4 separate regions of the Mus musculus genome follow, and regions 1, 3 and 4 are each linked to region 2. Evidence: chromatin contacts called from public HiChIP or PLAC-seq, Micro-C and promoter capture Hi-C data. All regions are on one chromosome and are shown on one strand. The core of a region is the stretch at or near the end of the contact, and the rest is flanking DNA. Distances in the headings are between cores, read along the strand shown. Region 1 overlaps Gm52818 (a long non-coding RNA gene). Region 2 holds the start of Cep135 (centrosomal protein 135). Region 3 has its middle 12 kb from the start of Gm34369. Region 4 has its middle 25 kb from the start of Gm34369.

Region 1 (2,876 bases), core at 298-2,797, 240 kb before region 2:
GGTCCTCTGGAAGAGCAACCAGTGCTCTTAACTGATGAGCCATCTACAGCCCCTGACAAGATCTCAATGGCATTGCTGATCACTATGTCCTCCATACTTTCCACTATCAGGTGATATATGTAGTGACTGTTGACACTGTAACTGTGCCCTCTGTAGAACTAAAATCATCCTGCCTAACAGCTTCCCAGCTACCACTCAAGGGCTGGACAGCTTCCAGGACCCACTGATGGCACCCTGGAGTCACAGCCTACAGAGGGAAATTCTCCCATCTGCGTCTGAAGGCTCTCAACAGCTGCACGGTGAATGCTGCCTCAGGCCAGCGTGCTCCCCACCCCCTGCCTTCTTATCCTTTGTCTTCTCTCTCTCTCTTTCTCTCTCTCTCTTTCTTTTTGGACAAGCATCATGTAATTTGGTACCATAGATATTGGGTAATTACTATAGCGATGACTTCAGACATAAGGAAATATAATTACAGTCCAATTTCAGCTTGTTTCCATGACAACGGGGCAACTGCAATTGATCAGCAGTTTTCTTTCTAAATAGATCCATGAGCCTCATTCAAATGAAATGCTAATGAGCAATTAAATATCCTCATCAAACAAAGTACAGTTGTTGGGGGAAAAAAAACCCCCACCAAAACTGGAACTGGAACTGGAACCAGACTCTATCAGGTGTGGTATCTTCAACACACATCCTGGACTCCGGGATCCTCTAAAAATATGTGGTGCTTAGTTGACCACAGAGTACTGAGTTGCCTGTCAATTACAATTGAACAGGGTATGTCACACATATTCAAGGGAAAAGAGGTGGGAGCTAGAGGGTTCTCTAATCGTCCCTTCATCACAGGACACAAGAGATCAGGTAGCAAGTCTCCCAAGCTCTGGACTCCTTTGGACTCCCTACTATCTACCGTCCTTCTCGGTTGTTCCATGTGGAAAAAAGATCTCTTCATAAACCTCCCTCGCTACCATGTGAACCAATTTCCTCTAGGCTTGTGCTCTGGAAGTAAAACGCAGGCAGCGGTGTCTCTATCTTTGGTAATATCGCGTTGTGTTTATTAAGGGCTTTAAAACAGATTCTGCAATATCATGTGCACATTTTGACCTTATGATAATCCCGGGAGAGATGGCTTGTTGGCTTAGCAGATCCAGGGATTGGCTGGCCTCGGGTCACCCCGCACAAGAGGGTCAACTTCTGCATTCACAAGACAAATCCCACCTCTTCCTGTGCTTCGTCCCTCAAAACTGCTCCTGCTGGCTCGTCAATAGCTCTTTCCCTAGACTTGCACAGTCCAGGTCGACTGCTAGCCGGTTTCGATTTTCCATCCAACAGTTTTTTGTTTTTGTTTTTTTCCTTAAACTTCTCTGTTCCTGTTCAATTTACCTTTCCTTTTCCAGAGAGTGAGGGATGGCGATGTTCTTTATCACAGGGGGGAAATGAGGGGGGATTAGGCGAATACTGATGTGTTACAGGGGGAATCATCAGGAAAGTAAAAAATGCAGCATACATGCATTTGTTCGTCCAATAATTACCGAATACCTGGGACACACCAGCCACAGGGCTAGGGGCTGGAAATGCAAGCACAGTAGGTCCTAAGACTCACTGTTATGGGAAGGTGAAGAAGCTTCGAGAATACTGGGGGAGACTTAGTCATGCTTTGAGAAGAAGGGCTCAGGAGGTGGAGGTTTGGTCTTTGGTTGGTGACACTATTTCAAGAGGCTCTGTAAAGTTTTTAGGTGGCAGTTAGCTGGAGAGTGTGTGTGGGGTCCTTGGAGGGGGGGGTCCCCCCGGCCTTGTCCTGTCTTTCTCTTTGTTTCCTGTCTGCCATGAAGTGGACAGTGTTTTTTCAGACACACGCTCCCACTGTTGGGATGTGTTAACCAAGTGCATGAAAACCAGCAGATGTAGACTGGAACAGTCTGGTCACAGCTATGCAAAATTAACAGGCTGATGAGTCCGAGTGGAGCAGAGGGGGACTTGCTTCCCCAGGGGGGAGATCAAGGAGGGGTTAAGTGAAGGGAATACAGATGGGATTGCTCCAGATGAAAGCCACCATGCCTAAAAGTGCAGCCTGATGTTAGAGCCACATCGCTAACAGCATCTCTTTGCCGCTCCGTTTCACTGTTTGTAAAGTAAAGGTAGTAGATAAAGTCTCGACCTTATTGTAAATCCTTCTTTAAAAAGATTGCTATTCCTTTTAATTGTGTATACGTGAGCACAGAGCGTCCTTGGAGGCCAGAGGTTATTGGCTTCCCCAGAATTACAAGTGGTTGTAAGCTGCCTGATGTTGGTGCTGGGAATTGAACTTGGGTCTTCTGGAAGAGCAGTATGTGCTTTTTAAACCACTGAGTCATCTCTCCAGTCCCTGCCCTAAATCATTTTATCAATTTATGCTTTACCACCAACGGACGAAGGTTCTAACCACTACACATTCTTGCCAATACTTTTAAAAAATATGTCTTTTGGGCTGTAGCTGATGTCTATGACATATTTCCCTGTTGAACAAGTATGGCTTATTTTAACAGCTCTCTCTCTCTCAGAAATGTCTACCTAAATCCTTTGCCTAATTTTTTTAAAAAAGGTTTTGGTCTTTTATTATGGAATTGTAAAAGTTCTTTACCTGTCCCCCAATATAAGGCTCTTCCCAGAAATACCACTTGGCAAGTGTTTCCTTCATTCTCTGGAGGATTTTGCATCCCTTGAACTCAGTGGAGACACAAAAGCTCCAACTTGGTTTCCTGTAACCCGACTCAACTCTTCTCATAAGTCTAGTAACTTTTCATAAGTATGGATTCCTTAGAATATTTTTGGACAGGGCCTTTCTTTGTAGCCCAGGTTGGTCCACTTTAATCTTTCAAATGAGCAAAATATGTGTG
Region 2 (2,722 bases), core at 35-2,534:
CTGCCCTAAAATTGAGTTATGCAGAGACCATTTCTAACCTTTGCCAAAAAATTGTAGTCATAGAACTCATGTTTCTAAATCAAATAAAAATTATGTCCTTCACCACTAGTAAAAATTATAAGTGCACATAAATGAATACATGCAAAACCTGATGCTCCAAACACCCATTGTGGGATCGAGTACCAATGTCACCGTTCCTATTTAAAGCATAAAGCCAAGAAGGCTGTCCCAAGAAAATAGCTTCCCCAACCACAGGGCTACTTCTAAATTAGTGTTTCTTCTTGGTTATCCCCGTTAACAAATCTAGGATCTTCTTTTAGAGGCTTCCCCTAGGGCTTTCTAGGTCCCTCCACAAAAGGACTTGATTGATGCCGGAGGTGTTTTACAGAAACTCCTGTGCTCACAAGAAAAACATCTGACAAGATAAATTAGCGGGGCAAACTCCAAGAACTATGCCCCCTCCTTGACAGCTGCCAACTCCGGGTACCAGGAAACCATCTTTCTCCATCCTTCATGAAGGCAGAATGAGAATACGAATCAAAAGACCATGGGCCATAATAAGTAAAGTCCTCCAGGCTGGGGGGTGATATGTACATATTAGGGTTTCCCCTATATTCCAGATCACAAGCTTTAAATCAAAACAGCCGAAAAGGGTAGGTTCCGCAGTTACAACTAGCTGTCCACTAAACCCTGGGGCGTTGTTGTCTCAAAGCGGGCACCTCTTACTTTCTCAGAAATATGCAACCTGCGGATACAGTAGCGTTTAAAAAAACCAACACCAGAGTGCGGGCACCGCAAAGGGCACGGGCCGGAGCGGCCAAGCAGTCCTTCCCCGGCTCAGGCCGGAGGGTGGAACGGCAGTTCTCCTCGGGTCGGCCCCGGGCCGCACGGACGGACGGACGGACCGACGGACTGTGGGACGGTCCCCGCGCCGCCCTCCCGCACTTCCTCCCGGCAGCGCCCGGGCTCCCGCCCTCGCTCGGGGGTGGGGGTGGGGACCGCCCCGGAGGCCCCGCGACCCGGCCCAGCCCCCGCGGCCTCCCCCGGGTGCGCCTCACCGCCGCTCCGTCCCGAGGTACATCGCCCTCCGGACCCGCTGTCCCCGCTGGCTCGTCCTGCTGCGGCCAATGGCTCCGGCACGAGCGCGGTTTGAAAATGGCGCGGAGAGAGACGGTCGCGGCCCACAAGGAGGGAGCGCCGCCGTTGCCCCGGTAACGGACCGGAGCGGCCCACAGTGGCGGCGCGCGCGCCGGCCGCCCGGAGATGGCGGCTTTCGGCCCTCGGTGCCCGGAAACGTAACGGCCGGCCGATGCCGGGGCTACGGCGCCCCCTGGCGGGGAGCCCGAACCTCTGCGGTGCCCGAGGACCTTGCCAACTGGCCGCTGGCGGTAACCATCAGCTAACCCCCAATGACCTTTCACAGGTGAATTTCTGCTGATCGCCCTGTCTTCCCCCTGGATGTCACTGTCCTTGCAGCTTCTCCTGGCTACCACTTGATAACAGTTATTGCCCCGTACCCATGTAAACCCCCAGAATAGAATCCGACCATCAAAACCTACTTGTTTACGTTTCTCCCTGCTGCTTCCAATTGTGGGCTCCTTGAATCAGATATTCTTTTATTCAACTGTATTTCTCTAGCATCTGTCACAGTATTTGTAAATGTTAAATTGAAATGAATTGCTTACAATAGCTTGCTCATGGTTACAAAGATCATGGTCAAATCCCCAGAGTCCACCACTCTCCTAAAAACTTTCTAGATGGTTAAGAGTTGAGTTTTTGTTTGTGCGTGTTTTGTTTTCTTTTGTTGTTTGTTTCTGCTTATATTCCTTACCAAGCCGGCCTTTCCTCTGACTATGTACTTTGTCCACTGCTCAGCACGGAACTGTATGTTGGGATGTGAATTGCTCTGTGCCGATTCATTCTTTGTTTTCACGTCTCAGTCTCCATTTTGTGTGCTTTGTCCGTTTTTAATTGGAAGTTTTAAGGAGCTAATGAATCCTGTAGAGATTTTTATACCATCTTGCACATATACAAGTAAGCATATGTTTATGTAAAGACAAATATCTTTTTTAAAAAAAGTCATAAATATCAGAAATTGGCTGTGCATAGCCATCTAGTGAAGATAGATAACATTGGTGGCCCCCCTTACCCCAAACACACACCAACTAAATGTTAGAACAAAACTCAGTGAAGAAATACAACGGGGTACATGGGATTGAAAGCTACAGTTAGCCTTTGTTCCAAGTGGCATTGATAACCCAGAGTCAGGGTCACTGCTGACCTCCGAGGCCTAAGGTCAGGGATCCTGGCACACAAAACTTGAAAGATGAGAATGCAGAATGCTGCTGCTTCCCACCCAAGTCCTAGCGCTTTAAGCAAATTGCATGGCTGTGGAGGCATGGAGGAAAACAGATGCCCTCACCACAGAAAGTGAGCTTTGTAGACTTAATATCAGCACCAACAGGAGTTCCTGAAACACTTAGAATGAGGTTTGCCTAGAGGCTGGTGGGGTCCTGATTGTAAGGAGGAAGAAAGCCAGATGTAAAGGTAAAAGAGTTGCTTTCACTGAAAACTGATGCTGTAGTTTAGATCTGAAATGTGGTGGTCTGAAGGAGATTGGCCCCTATAGCCTCATATACTTGAATAGCATGACCCCTAGTTGGTGGAACTGTCTGGGAAGGATTAGGAGGTGTGACCTTGTTGGGAAAAGTGTGTCACTGGG
Region 3 (2,983 bases), core at 212-2,711, 200 kb before region 2:
ATGTTTAATTGTTCATTGTGTTGAGGTCTTGTTTCTGTTTGAAGATTAAATTTCTTTCTCGTAAAGGGTCTCCTACTTACACACAAACATGTGCCGGCATGTGACCCAGAATAGGTCACCAGTAACACACGTTCCAGCTATTTGTTTAGATTTCAACACAGAGCTTAGTAGTCACTGAGGATGGGGTCACAGAAATGCGTGGATTATGATGAGATGGAGGGCCAGCGAGTGGGGGTACCAGGCTCAGGGCTGGGGTGCAGGGCAGGTGTGCCAGCTCAGAACTTGGTGGGTATTCTCCTTATGTATTTCCTGCTTAAAGAAAGAAAATTAGCATCAATGCTGGGCCTTCACTGAACTACAGGTGGAGATGAGTTAAGCAGTTCCTGAGGGACAGAAGGGGGAAGGGGGGAGGGGGAGGGGGAGGGAGAGAGGGGGGAGGGGGAGGGGGAAGGGGGAAGAGGGAGAAAGAAAGGGGGAGGGGGAGAGAGGGAGGGGGAGGGAGAAAGGGGGAGGGAGAAGGAGGAGGGGGAGGGGGAAGGGGAAGGGAGAGAGGGGGGAGGGGAAGGGAAAGGGGGAGGGGGAAGGAGGAGGGGGAGGGAGAAGGGGAAGAGGGGGAGGGGGAAGGGGAAGGGGGAGGGAGAGAGGGGGGAGGGGAAGGGGAAGGGGGAGGGGAGGCTATGATTAAAAAGAGGTAACCAGGAAGATCATTGATGACTTGAAAATAGAAACCAGTTACCTTCGATAAGGCAATGTGTATGTGGGAGACACAATATACCCATGACTGACAATGGGAAATACCACTCGTTTCAGAATTTCTTTTTTTCTCTTCCAGACAGGATGCATCTGTGCAGCTTTGGCTGTCCTGGAACTCACTCTGTAGGCCAGCCTAGCCTCAACCTCAGAGATCTGCTTGCCTCTGCCTCTAGCATGCTAGGATTAAAGGCGTGCGCCACCACCACATAATTATCTTTAAAGGAGTCTGTACTGCTTTTGGTTTTGTACATAAAGTTTTATCAGAACATGGATACACCCATTTGTTTAAGTGGTAACTATAAATATTTATGTACTACAAATTGCCCAAGAGTCTCTGCTTAGTCCATGAATCACTCAAAGCTGGTAGTTTTGTGGCCCTTTACTAAAGTTGGCAGCTCTCTGTCGCAAATGTCCCTTCCATAAGCCAGCCACAAAGGAAATACAAGGCCAGGAGCTATTAGTAGATTCATAAAAGGCCGAGAAGTTTCCTTTGTTACCAAAGACACGTCACTCCAGTCCACGGCCTCATCATCGGCAATTCTGTCCAAGAGGGTCTGTCTGTGAAGCTGAGATTCTCTTCCTCGTTCTTGTGGCCTGGCTCTGAATTTGTCAAGCCTTTAAGTACCAAGTCTGACTATGGTTATCTCCTAAGCCCATCTGCAGAAGAAATTCAATGGGTAGAAAAAAAATGAGCTGTTTATACAACTGTGTGCGAAGTCATTGTAATCGTCTGGTCGAACAGGAAGCGAGTGCAGGTTCTTTTTTCAGTGCTATAGACTGAACCCAGGGCCTCGTGTATGCTAGGCAAGTGTTTTAGCACATATGTGTGTGTGTGTGTGTGTGTGTGTATGTGTGAGTATATATGTGTGTGTGTAGATGTATATATGTATATATACACCTACACACACATACACAGCTCTAGCTATTGGGGCCTTGGGGAAGTGACTAGATTATGAGAGATTTGATTTCATCAACTGATTAATCCCCTGAGGATTCCAAAGTTGATCAAATTATTGGGAGGTGGGTCCTGGTTGGCAGAAGCAGGTCTTAGAGGCGTGTTTTCTGGAGGATCCAGAGAGCTGAGCCCCTTCCCATCCTCCTCATCCTCCTGGATGCTGTGTGAGTCTACCCAATCCATTAGAGCCTCTCTGGCACGACACTCCACTTTATCTCAGCTCTGAAGCAACAGATCCAGCCAATGCTGGCTCGAAACCTCTGGAACCGAAAGTCAAAATGGATCGTTCCGTTTTTAAAAATTATTTCTCTCAGGTAAATTGTTCCTGTCACAGACACAAAAGTCTCACTGACATAATAGCTCACACTATGAACTACATTCAATGGGAAGCTTTAAAACTCTTCTTAACATAGAATGTAGAGAACGGTCTTAGTATTTTGCTGACTCAAAATCATCATAATAAAATGCAGTGTACCATTGGCTTCTGAGGCCACTAAAGGATGAAGGCTAATTTAACAGGCTAATGAGCAGAGAGTACAGGTTTGTGTTTGTGTTTTTTTTAATATCTATGATTCTCTCCTCCTCAAAAGCCATTATGCAGTGGGACACCAGAAACAAAAAGATGAAAAGCAAACACGGAGCTCATATCCAAATCTAGATTCCCCTCAAATGCCCATATAGTGGGATGGCTTAATATAATTTCATTCTTCAGTCATTAAATATTCACAATATGCCTCTGTCGGGCCAGTGGTTAGCTTCAACCAATCAACAATCACCCATCATTAGCAATGGTTCCTACCTTTTTATTTTATTTGTGTGTATATGCATGTATGTGTGCATGCACATACGTGGGCATGCATTTGCCACAAGCAATGTGTGGAGGTCAGAGGATGACTTTAGAGAGATGGTTTTCTCCTTCTGCCATGCGTCCCAGGATTGGAACTTAATTGGGCCATTGTATGAGTGTCTTCTCTTTAAAAACAGGATTCTAATGCAATGTGATTGCATGCAAATCAGAAGGTTCACCGGGTAGCTTCATGTGGAGCCACAATGCTGAGTACTACCCCACAAAGCCCAGTGTTTCATCTTGCAGGGCTCAGCTCACACTCCCCCTTCGTTTGCTGATAGTACAGAACAATAGCTAAATGGACAAGGGAAGAGTTTATGAGTGGTCAGAAAACGATTTCCCCTAGTCAGGATCTGGCCATTGGCACCAGCTTGAAGAGGTGGTTTCGGAAAGTGAGTTTTATCTAAAACTGGGGGCATCCTTGTATT
Region 4 (2,700 bases), core at 128-2,627, 160 kb before region 2:
TATAAAGCTAAAAGTAAAATAAAAGCATTGTCATTGGTAACCCCCCGCCCCCAACACACACACCTTATCAAAGGAGGCAGCTCGGAGCGGGGTTTCAGAGCACCTGCACCGTCCTATGTTTTCCTATCTTTCCATTGTAGAGAAAACACATCTTAATCGGTTGGGATAATCTGCAAGACTCTTGCTATTATTTATTTTTATTTCACATTCTCTTTTCACCATTACATTTCAGAGGCAAGTCATCTATTTCTGCTAGCTCCATTATCTATGTCTGCTAAGTCCATCATCTATGTCTGCTAGCTCCATTATCCTTGTCTGCTAGGTTCATGATCTATGTCTGCTAGGTTCACGATCTATTCTTGCTAGTTCCATTATCTATGTATGCTAGCTTCATGATCTATTCCTGCTAGCTCTATCATCTATTTTTGCTAGCTCCATTCCTATCCCTACCAGCTCCATCATCTATGCCTGCCAGCTCCACTGTCTATGCCTGCTACCCCACCATCTCAACACTGTTCTCTTAACTCCCCAAATTACTGCTCACCAGTCTGCTCACATTCCACTTTCGAAAAACACTTACACCTTCTGAGTTCCAAGTAAAACTCTTGCTCAATTTGCATCGAACACTCACAACCCTCCTACCTATAGATCCACAATACAGGATGCTGTTATCTGAGGTCACTATACACTTTCCTCCTTTCTTTTCCTTGGTTCTGTGTCTTCCTAGCTGCACTGAGCCCTCCATACACTCTCCTCCACAGATAAATCTTCAAAGGGACTGTCTGTTCCTTACCAGCTATAAAGTCAGTGTAGCTGTTCGAGCACTAATACCGGCCATTAGACAGGTTGATTCTCCATGACTCTCCATGTCTGGTTGTTTGGGTTTATTGTTCATTTATTGTTTTTAATTTTATTTGTCTCTTTGACTTGCTATCTCTGTCACCGCCCTGATCCAGGCTCTCATCTCAGCAGGCCTGACGAGGCTGCAGTATCCTATGATTCAGCAAATTAATTCAGCGCATCCTGTTTGCATAAGTTACTCTCTTTCTACGAAACATGTGATTACGTCTGGGTACTCGCACAGTAAGTTTGTGAGTGTGGCATCCCGGGATCCACAGACTGGCCCCACTTTACCTCTCTAAGCTTGTGCCCATACCCAACACTTACCAACCCCCTAAACAAATTATCAATGTCCTTGCTATCACACAAGAATATCCAGGATGAGTCTCTACCCTACGCTCCTCTCCTCTCCCGGCTATCCACGTCACTTCCTCTTCTTCTTTTCTTCCCCTCTCTCCCTTTCCCCTCTCTGGATCTTTCCATCCCTTGCAGTGCAGGAGGCATAAAACCCATGCTGTGCCCTTATGGAAGCTAGACAAATGCTCTTCTATAGAAACACACCCAGTCCCAGCTCCTATTGTTTCTCATACAATAGGATGAGTATAGGGGTTGTTTGTTTTTTTCTGGGTTTTGCTGAGACCTTCCACTTGACACCCCACTGTCCCTGTGACTCGTGATCCCATCCCGCAGAGGTAACAGCATGAGTAAAATATCCACAAAGAACCCAAACTGGTGGGGACTGCAACTATCACTCCAACCAAACCAGAAAGCACATGATGTGCAGGGAACAGAAGGACAGGGAAGGAAGGGTCCTCTGTGCCTGTGTCGGTGGCATCAAGATGCTACTCCATTACAGAGGGCAGAGGGGGAGGAGGACGAAGGACAAAGGAAGGGTTTTGTTCTGTGGCTCAGTGAAAGTACAAACAGAACCTGACCATGGTCCACAGAACCGGCTCCATTGTTTTTGGTAAAGTAGTTCAGCAGATAAATACCTTTGTGGATGCTTGAATTGCAGATGAGTGACCCATCTGCTTTATTTCCAGCTTCTCAAAGGTCGGTGTTCACAAGCACATCTTAGTGGGTAACTGCATCCCCACTGACACTTGCCTGGAGAATAAGCAGCTATTAATTTACTATAGCCTTGAGGTCACAGCTAGGGTTCGGACCTGAAGGCTGAGGCTTTGATGAAGAATCTAGAACCTGCTGCCAGGGAGAGAAGGCAAACTTTGAGAACACCTCCTGGGCCCTTTCCTTTGAGAATACCATTCCCTGACCCAAGGCTCCCAGTCAGATGGTAACAATTCTTTAGGCTTCAGACACAGAGCAAAGACAGCCAGCCACTCCCAAACCTGTAACATCTCGTTCTCTACTCTCTCCCTCCACTTCACGATTCACCTAGCTGTACTCTCCCATACTGGGACTTTGGAATATTGTAGAGATTCTCTCCTGGTTTAGCTATGAAAAGAAATCCCATACTAGCCCACTCTCAAACAGTAGGAATACACTCCCACCATCCAGACATACCTAGCCCCTGATGGCTTAAGGTCATTTCAGGAGCTGCAGAAGAATAAGCTGATTGATTGGCTTAGCTCCAGTTTCATCAAGACAGCTTATTCACAAGCACAGCTTAGGCAATAACTGCATCTCCCTGACACTAGACTGGAGAATCATCTAGTCATCAACCAGGAAAGCCTGCAGCCTCAATGATCCTATTTGTCTCCATGTGTTGGTTTGCAGTCAGTTGCTGAAGTGCTAACAGCAGGCTCTGTAAAAACCATCTCATCCCCTGCACCACAGCAGTAGAAGAAAAGGTACCTGGCCCTCTTGTTTTTCCCAAATCCCTCCATCTAAAAGGTATCC

Evidence for each region. Promoter capture Hi-C pulls out the DNA fragments that hold promoters and counts their contacts. A called contact is a pair of places that touch in the nucleus more often than the background predicts. HiChIP or PLAC-seq counts read pairs in DNA pulled down with a chosen protein or histone mark.
Region 1: a contact with region 2 is called in an H3K4me3 HiChIP or PLAC-seq map of embryonic midbrain, with 6 times the contacts expected there. The contact joins the enhancer-like site here to the promoter of Cep135 in region 2. A contact is called at or near these places in 10 of 39 promoter capture datasets (the C10 cell line, the HPC-7 cell line, cranial neural crest and 6 more), 6 of 484 Hi-C or Micro-C datasets (MC3T3-E1-derived osteoblasts, the N1E-115 cell line, bladder smooth muscle and 2 more), 15 of 115 datasets of contacts at active chromatin or transcription factors (bone marrow-derived macrophages, craniofacial prominence, embryonic basal ganglia and 8 more) and 4 of 9 other capture datasets (adipose tissue, liver, macrophages and 1 more).
Region 3: a contact with region 2 is called in a promoter capture Hi-C map of the HPC-7 cell line. The contact joins the enhancer-like site here to the promoter of Cep135 in region 2. A contact is called at or near these places in 10 of 39 promoter capture datasets (the HPC-7 cell line, HPC-7-derived erythroid cells, cranial neural crest and 7 more), 1 of 484 Hi-C or Micro-C datasets (nephron progenitors), 7 of 115 datasets of contacts at active chromatin or transcription factors (the 230-238 cell line, bone marrow-derived macrophages, craniofacial prominence and 4 more) and 3 of 9 other capture datasets (embryonic stem cells, liver and pancreatic islet).
Region 4: a Micro-C map of the G1E-ER4 cell line shows a contact between it and region 2, with 2.8 times the contacts expected there. The contact joins the enhancer-like site here to the promoter of Cep135 in region 2. A contact is called at or near these places in 9 of 39 promoter capture datasets (the 3T3-L1 cell line, the HPC-7 cell line, HPC-7-derived erythroid cells and 5 more), 15 of 484 Hi-C or Micro-C datasets (the C2C12 cell line, the G1E-ER4 cell line, the HL-1 cell line and 6 more), 2 of 115 datasets of contacts at active chromatin or transcription factors (embryonic stem cells and stem cell-derived neural progenitor cells) and 1 of 9 other capture datasets (embryonic stem cells).

Annotation. Positions count from the first base shown.
Region 1 is chr5:76,826,527-76,829,402 of GRCm38.p6, reverse strand. It overlaps Gm52818 (a long non-coding RNA gene), which reads left to right. Exons shown (of 3, transcript XR_003955936.1): 2 at 1-2,876. It also overlaps a transcript of Cracd not described here. Among named protein-coding and RNA genes, the nearest start is that of Gm52818, 2.8 kb to the left of the region's middle. Within about 2 kb of position 1,547, at least 1 of the 459 cell types and tissues checked has an H3K27ac peak or open chromatin away from gene starts, as enhancers often do.
Region 2 is chr5:76,587,261-76,589,982 of GRCm38.p6, reverse strand. It overlaps Cep135 (centrosomal protein 135), which reads right to left and starts at 1,284. Exons shown (of 26, transcript NM_199032.3): 1 at 1,059-1,284.
Region 3 is chr5:76,788,154-76,791,136 of GRCm38.p6, reverse strand. It overlaps a transcript of Cracd not described here. Among named protein-coding and RNA genes, the nearest start is that of Gm34369, 12 kb to the right of the region's middle. Within about 2 kb of position 1,461, at least 1 of the 459 cell types and tissues checked has an H3K27ac peak or open chromatin away from gene starts, as enhancers often do. A contact at or near this core is called in the HPC-7 cell line, where this site is marked.
Region 4 is chr5:76,751,283-76,753,982 of GRCm38.p6, reverse strand. It overlaps a transcript of Cracd not described here. Among named protein-coding and RNA genes, the nearest start is that of Gm34369, 25 kb to the left of the region's middle. Within about 2 kb of position 1,377, at least 10 of the 459 cell types and tissues checked have an H3K27ac peak or open chromatin away from gene starts, as enhancers often do. A contact at or near this core is called in the G1E-ER4 cell line, where this site is marked.